Linked DNA regions of Zea mays: region 1 is linked to region 2. The links are chromatin contacts, called in public Hi-C maps. All regions are on one chromosome and are shown on one strand. Each heading gives the region's core, a stretch centred on a gene start, on an enhancer-like site or on the middle of the called end of the contact. The rest is flanking DNA. Distances are from core to core; before and after follow the strand shown.

Region 1 (3,496 bases), core at 790-3,289, 260 kb before region 2:
TAATAAAACATATTTTCGTGGGCCTGCCGACGAAAATATTAATGGGCCCACGAAAATACGTTTTATATTCGTCGGCCACTAGGCCGACGAAAATAACTTCCTTATGTTCGTGGGCCGGCCGACGAAAATATACCGGCCCACGAACTTTTAGGCTTTTCCTGTAGTGGAATCACCCTGAGAAGTTTATGAATGTTTTGTTGGAAATTTCATTATATTTAGCCCCGTTTTTTCCTTCATTTTGAGGAATTGGAATCTAACTAATGGAGTAGGCTATTTTTTTAGAATGTGACATTCCACAACTTTCCAAAGTTTATATATAACCCTATCTCAAATTCCTGAGGTGAGAGATGGAAATTGATTCTGTAGATTTACATGCTACCTTTCTAATGTACAATTTATAACACACTCTTCTACTTGCTTCTCTATAGCATAAATATAGTGTATAACTATCTCTCTCATATGATTTAGGATAATATACAAATATAATACATATACAAATATATTAACTTAACTAGTTTTGTCTAAATTATGATTATTAGAATGGAATTCAATTCCAACAAAACATACAGGCCTTTATAGAAAGTCTAGGATCACTTATTTTGGATGTCTAAGTCTGTAGTTATGAATTTTTGAAGGAGTCTAAATCAGTCCAAATCTAGACAGAGCTGTAATTTTAGCACTAATTGACTTTGCTAAGTGTTTAATCACATTGATATTACAATACCAAAGTTGTAGATCATTTCTTAGGCTTTCCAGAAAGTATTTGCTCACTATTGTTGGATGAATATCTTTTGAGTAATGATTGAAACAAGTAACTGTTGTGCTGCTGTCCTAAACATGTTGGTTGTGGTTGCTCTACTATATTGTCTTGCTTAAGTATGATTGATAGTCTTACTTTATAGTGTTTATGGTAATAGATTCAGGTAGTTGATGACATGTTACCATTGTCTTATACTTGTGCTGCTAATCTTGAATATTACCGAATAATTAACCTCATTAAAGTAATATAATATGTAATTATGATTAAACTACCTCCTCCTACGTGTTCTCTTTGGTGTATGCTTGCATTAGAATATTGTGAAGGATTGTAGAACCCGATTAAGTGATTATTTCTTTTTAGCTAAGTCTGCATATAGGACCTGTATATATACCTTAAGGTTTGTTCGTTTTGCTCTTAATATTCATGTGAATTGGGTGGGATTGGGTGAGTTTGAATCCCAAACAAGTCAAAATTTATCACAATTTTTCCAATTCCATCTAATCCACATGAAATAGGAATAACCGAAAAAAGCCTAATTTGTACAATGCACTTATACTCAGTTTCATGATCATATTATGAATAATGTACGCGTAGACGTAGTACATAATTAAAGTAATAGCTCTGCTATAGGTCGTCGTATTTACCTGTGGTGTGTGTAATTAATCAACTTTTTTGGTAGCAAGAGTATACAGTGCATTTTCAATTCATTTCCGAGAGCACGTATGTAGGGGCCAATCATACACTAGAAAGAGAGAGGAAGACGACGTGGGGCGCGCGCGACCGATGGTCGACCACACACATATATGATGCACGCGCGCGCGCCGTGCGTGCACGTACGGTGGTGGATATCTATCGATCATCTGGAGGCGAGCATCATGGCGACGGTGCATGATCCGGCGGGTGAGGCTGACGGGAAGGGCAGCGCGCGGCGACCGTGGTGGTGGCAGCCGATGAGGTAGAGCGCGAGGCGCTTCTTGGCCCTGCGTAGCAGCAGCAGCTTGTCCTCCCCCCACTCCGTGACGGCCGCCACCATCTTGCTCTTCCACCGCCTGCTGCCGCAGCACTCGTCGCCGTCGGCGGCATCCTGGCCGTCCTGCTTGTCGTCGTCGTCGTCGTCCCGCGAGGGCGACCAGTCCCACTGCAGCGGGTAGCTGCGCAGGAAGACTCGCCTGGTGCTGTAGTCCTCGTAGCGGAAGCTCCTGGTCAGCTTCGTTTCCTCGCCGGCCTCCTTGGATATCCTCCTGTCCGTGTGATGATCCTCCATCTATCTGTCCTGGTTGGTATGGCCGTGTAAGGTCAGGTGTATATATGGGCTCTTCCTTGGATACACCAGAACAGATTTGAGCTCGTCGCCTTTTGGTTCCTGTATCTTTTATCTCTTGTTCCTTTTCATATAAAAAGGGACAGACAGAGAGAGAAGCAAAACAAATTAAGATTTCTCATTGTGTGATGGGCATGGCACGGAGATGCTTTGCATTGTTAGAGTAGTAGTCTCTGCGAGAGGAGGAGGAGGATTTGCTTTACCGGTAAGCTGATGGCGACTCGTGCCGCATTATTTAGTTGCCTGATGAACATATGCGACGACCGTCCAGCTTTTAATCTGGTGCCCGGCCCTCATGTTCGTGTTGCCAAACCGGATGCTTAGCTTACTGGTATGTTGACAGAAACATTGAGACCGGCAACAAGTGAGCTAGCTCCACGTCAGCAATGCTTGCCACTTGTCTGCAGCTACAAGAAAAAGTGATGAGCTGTTCTTCCCGTGTCGAACTACAACAAGTGCAGGGAGGTTTAATCTCCGCCCTGTAGAAAAAGAAGATAAAGCAAGGTAATAATGGATGCTACGTCATGCATGGATGGGCATTCAGTATCCTAGTAGCTGCTTTTTTTCGCTTTGGCAAATCCCGTGGCTCTCCAGGTCGGGCTTTTCGGCCGGGGGATAGCGTACGCACATGCCCCTGCCGCTGCTCCATGCGGAGAAACTAAAGCAGAGGTCTGCGTGGTGGCAAAGCCGTCCATGTCTTTTTTTTTAGTTTCTGCAGTCGAAACCATTCCGATCCTTGTGGCCTTTCTTTTTTTTTTCTACTCTAATTTTGATGTACGTGTATGTATATAGTGTTGGACTTATCTGCCACGGTGATTAACCTCGACAGCAGCATGGCTGTCCGTTCGGATTACGGAACGTACGAGACAGCGACGGGGATATGAGCTGCTGCTGAGACTTACCAGGATATGCGAGCTGAGTCTGCCTACCGTGTCTATGGTTACAGCCACCCTATCAGCCGAGAACAGACCTTTTTTAAAAAAAACTTGGCAAAAGATTCGATTGTCAAATTTAGTAGGCATATATCCATGCGTTATTACGGGATCAATATAATAAAATATATTAATATATAAAACACTAATTATTATTCTATAGTTTTATCAGCATTATTAAAAATAAATATTTATATATCTTAAAAGATATAGTAAGGTGCAACGACCGACGGCCCAATCGAGCCTGTTGGGCACGGCGAAACCACGCCCAAATCGCGGTTCCGGCTATCTCAGACTCGGTGTTTACCTTTGTCTTGAGCCTCTTTGTGTTCTCCGCAGAGAAATGGAAGAAACATTCCTGCACCAGCGTGTACTCGGATGGCCGGACGATGTCCTCCAGCTTGCTAAAGGGTAGAGGCATCTGTCCAGCACTGGCGGCTGTGTCCTGTGTGGACAGCGTAGGGAGGGAGGCCACGAGTGCTT
Region 2 (3,666 bases), core at 1,127-3,626:
GAAAAATTATCTAATACCAGAGAACAATGTTTCAAAAAAAGTATAGAACATAAGTCTGGAAGGAAAAGAACAGAATGCTAAGAGCCATGAAGTTACCCAAATCTACCCCAGAAGATAATAGGAGTAAATTTAACTGCTCTAGCGATCTTGATAAACAATTTACCACCAGGCCTCCACCACTTGTATGCATAGCTCTGACCAAATAATAATAGTAGAGAATCAGTAATATGATCTTTTTGGAATCATATTTACAATTAAACCAATGTTTTGGCATCCAGGGGTGTGAGGGTCCTCTTTAGCTAAAATAGCATGTTACAATGTTTCAAAAAGTCATCACATAAGTTATGTGTAGCCATAACAATTCAGTTTAGAATTCATATTTTATGCTGAGATTAAAATAAAAAAGACAAGTGTCACTGTCACATGATGAATAGTGTCAGATTGCCTGCTTGTCTATTTTGCTTCCTTGACATCTAGGATGAATTTCAAACTGACCTGTTGCAACTATACTTAACTTTATATGTACTACATAGATGTTTCTGTGATGATCTTTTAAACATAACAACATGATACTTCAGCTAACAAGGATGCCTGCACCCAAGGACAGCAAATCTGCATTGTTAACCAAACAATAGAATCTGTAGACATGCGCTAATAAACTTTGTATTTGTTTGAAGTTCAACCAATCTGTACTTCTAGTTCTTTTGGAACCTAAATTTAAGGAATTGACAATGCCTTGTTAGAGCATGGTTGATTGATTGTTACCTGCCCAAAGCAGAAAACTGGGACTAAAGGACATCCAGACTGTATAGCTATCTTGACAAAACCTTTTCTTGATTTAAGAAAAGCAACCTGTAATGTAAACTCATCAAAACAATGAATTTGACGTGATTACACAGGACAGTAGGCAAATAAACAGAGTTTAATTGTAAAATGCAATATTAAACATGTTCGAATAATACAACAAATGGGTTGGATGACAAAATCGAACCTCTGAATCATTGTTCATATGAAGCATTTCCCGTACACCACCAGGGACTACGATACAACTATAACCAGCTCCAAGGTAGCAGTAGAAATTCTTCCTTGTCGCAGGTACCAAGCCAAGCCATGTCCAAATCTGTCTCAAGAACGGGGTGTAGAACACCTGGCCCCAACTCGAAATTAACCATCATGAGGGGAGTCCCTGAATCCTGTGGCATTTGGCGTCAAGGCATTTAGCTGACTTACCGCACTGCTCGCAAGGACCTTGATCTTAGTGAGAGGCAGAAAGCCAACAAGATCAGCAAGAGCCGACAGACCTATCGGCAGCACTGAGTGCGGCTCATAACCGAACACTGCAAATGCACAACACTACCATCACTATCACCACACCAACTCTGCAAATAAAAGATTCCCTTCCCTTAACACTCAGCAACTGAAGTTGATACTTTCTCGACTCCCGTGGGCACTTATGGATTGGATAATGGATACGATGACTGCAGCATCCATGAATGGAGAAGCAGGTTTTCGGGAGCATACCGTAAGCCCTGCTGGGATCCAAGGACTTGTAGTCCTCCACATGCAGAGTGATAGGGAAGTAGCCCATTGCGTGTCTGCATATGAACCTGCACGGTGCGCATGCTGATAGAAGTTAACAACCGAGGAGAAGAGGGAAGCGAATCCCAACTATTAGAGTTTCGAAACGTAAGGAAGGAATGAAGAACAGCGTACCTGGCGACGCTCTGGCCCCATTTGTCCCTGTCGTTGACGGGCGCGAACATGAACAAGAGCTGGAACGCCACGACTCTGCATCAATAAACGGGTCTGTAACAGACGTTGTCACCAGCAAGATGGATAAATAATAATAAATCATAAAAGACCCTCTTTTTTGTTTGGTCGAATCATGGAGATTGGAGTAGGTACAGGAAAAGATGGGGGTTGGATGAACGGGATAGGAGGTACGGACATGGCAGCGGCGCGGCCGGAGAGGAGGAAGAGCGACGCAAGGACGAGAAGGACGTTGAAGTGGATACCGCCCAGCCAGAGCGCCAGCGCCAGCGTCGTCCGCGGCAGCGAGTAGTCCGTGCACCGGAACACCCTCGCCTCCCCGCCCTCTCCATCCCTGGGCTTCTCCGCCGCCCGGTTCAGCCCGCCATCCGCGCCCATCTCGGCGGCGGCCCGGAGGTGCAGGTGCAGCAGAGTCGGGAATAGATGGCGTTTCGCTGCTCGTGTTGTCTTGGCTACTTCGGCGGTTCGGCCCCGCCTCGGAGGCCGTCGGATCCGGCGGTGGCGCTGCCCCGGATCCTTTTATGGAGTGATGGCGCTGTCGTATACCGTGTGCGTGCACGGAGGCACGACGTGGCTGTCCGTGCGGTGATGTCTCGTCTCTCTCTCCTGCGCTGCGGCAAAAACGTCACAGCGCGTCCTTTCCTCTGTCGTAGCGTGCGGCAGCCGGCGGGTCAGCGTCTGACCACACCCGCACTCTTGGGGTAGGAGGGGAGCGCGTGCTTGGGCGGCGGTGCGCCGGCGTTTCCTGTTACGTTACGTAATCTCCAGCATCAAACAGCTCCGTGGACCATACTGCGAGCACATCAAACATAAGGATTTCTGCATGACGTTATCTAGTTGATGCTCCACGGACATCACTATACGCGACTCTTACATACAATTTTTTATCGAGCACTTTTTCTACGAACACCTTCAAGACATTAATAAAGAACAGAGGTTAAATTAAAGGAGCCACCATCGATGTCGTGATAAGCACTCACGTTGTCTATTTTAAAAAGCAAAAAATCACAAAGAACATGAAATGTTAGGTGTCACGCTAAAATAGTAATTACTTAGATATATATCATTATAAACATTGCATTTTAAAATTATACGATTACGTATTTCAAAACGATACCATTACAAATTGGTGTAAACATTTTCTAGGTTAGCAAAGACGTTAGATCAATCTATAGTCTGTTGTGTTTTTTATAGACTAAAATGCCCTCGACTGTTATTGTCTCTTGTCTTCCGCTCTCCCTCCACTCACTAACATGTGAGCCACGAGTCTCATATAGGAATAGTAACGAGAAATTTGAAATAGCTTCTCATTCCTATCTCCATGGAGATCCAATGAATGTTTACGGGGGTATTTTTTCGACGTACCTATTTCCCGCGGTGATAAATTTCTGACGTAGATCTCGTCCCCATTTAAATTATAAGTAGGATGTATGTCATTTGTTATTAAAACAAAACATTGTTACTTATAAACATTGTCAAATGTAATAAATCATTGTATGTATATGGAAATGAACACATTTGTACAATGAGTGATCTCTTGGCAAGGTAATTATTTGTTTTTATCATTAACTATTGCATGAAAACATTGTCAATTTGTCACGTACAAGTTTAATGGGTCCCCACGGGTAACGGGGATGGAGAATGCTTCCCCATCTCCGTTTATCCGTCTTGTTTTATAAAATATAAAACCAAACCTTTTCAGAAAGAGCGTCTTTTGCTATAACCATTGCTTGTGTTATTGAAGAGAAAACGATATTTTTATTATGTTTTCTTTTAGTTTGGTCTATGTTGAATGTTGTATGTTATTTAGTGGTGTTTGTTTCTTCTTGTTTGTTTATTGATGTTCAGTGATTGATCCCGTAGTTGAGAATCAGGATCTATTCCGTGGAAGAATCT

The links. A called contact is a pair of places that touch in the nucleus more often than the background predicts.
Region 1: a contact with region 2 is called in a Hi-C map of bundle sheath, with 3 times the contacts expected there. The contact joins the promoter of LOC100275199 here to the promoter of LOC100217122 in region 2. A contact is called at or near these places in 2 of 25 Hi-C or Micro-C datasets (bundle sheath and tassel).

Annotation. Positions count from the first base shown.
Region 1 is chr9:49,600,074-49,603,569 of Zm-B73-REFERENCE-NAM-5.0, reverse strand. LOC100275199 reads right to left here and starts at 2,039. Exons shown (of 1, transcript NM_001149347.1): 1 at 1,358-2,039. The coding sequence starts at 2,024. The coding sequence ends at 1,617.
Region 2 is chr9:49,340,728-49,344,393 of Zm-B73-REFERENCE-NAM-5.0, reverse strand. It overlaps LOC100217122, which reads right to left and starts at 2,376. Exons shown (of 9, transcript NM_001254802.2): 1 at 1,949-2,376; 2 at 1,714-1,788; 3 at 1,522-1,607; 4 at 1,231-1,337; 5 at 992-1,147; 6 at 766-852; 7 at 97-194. The coding sequence starts at 2,148.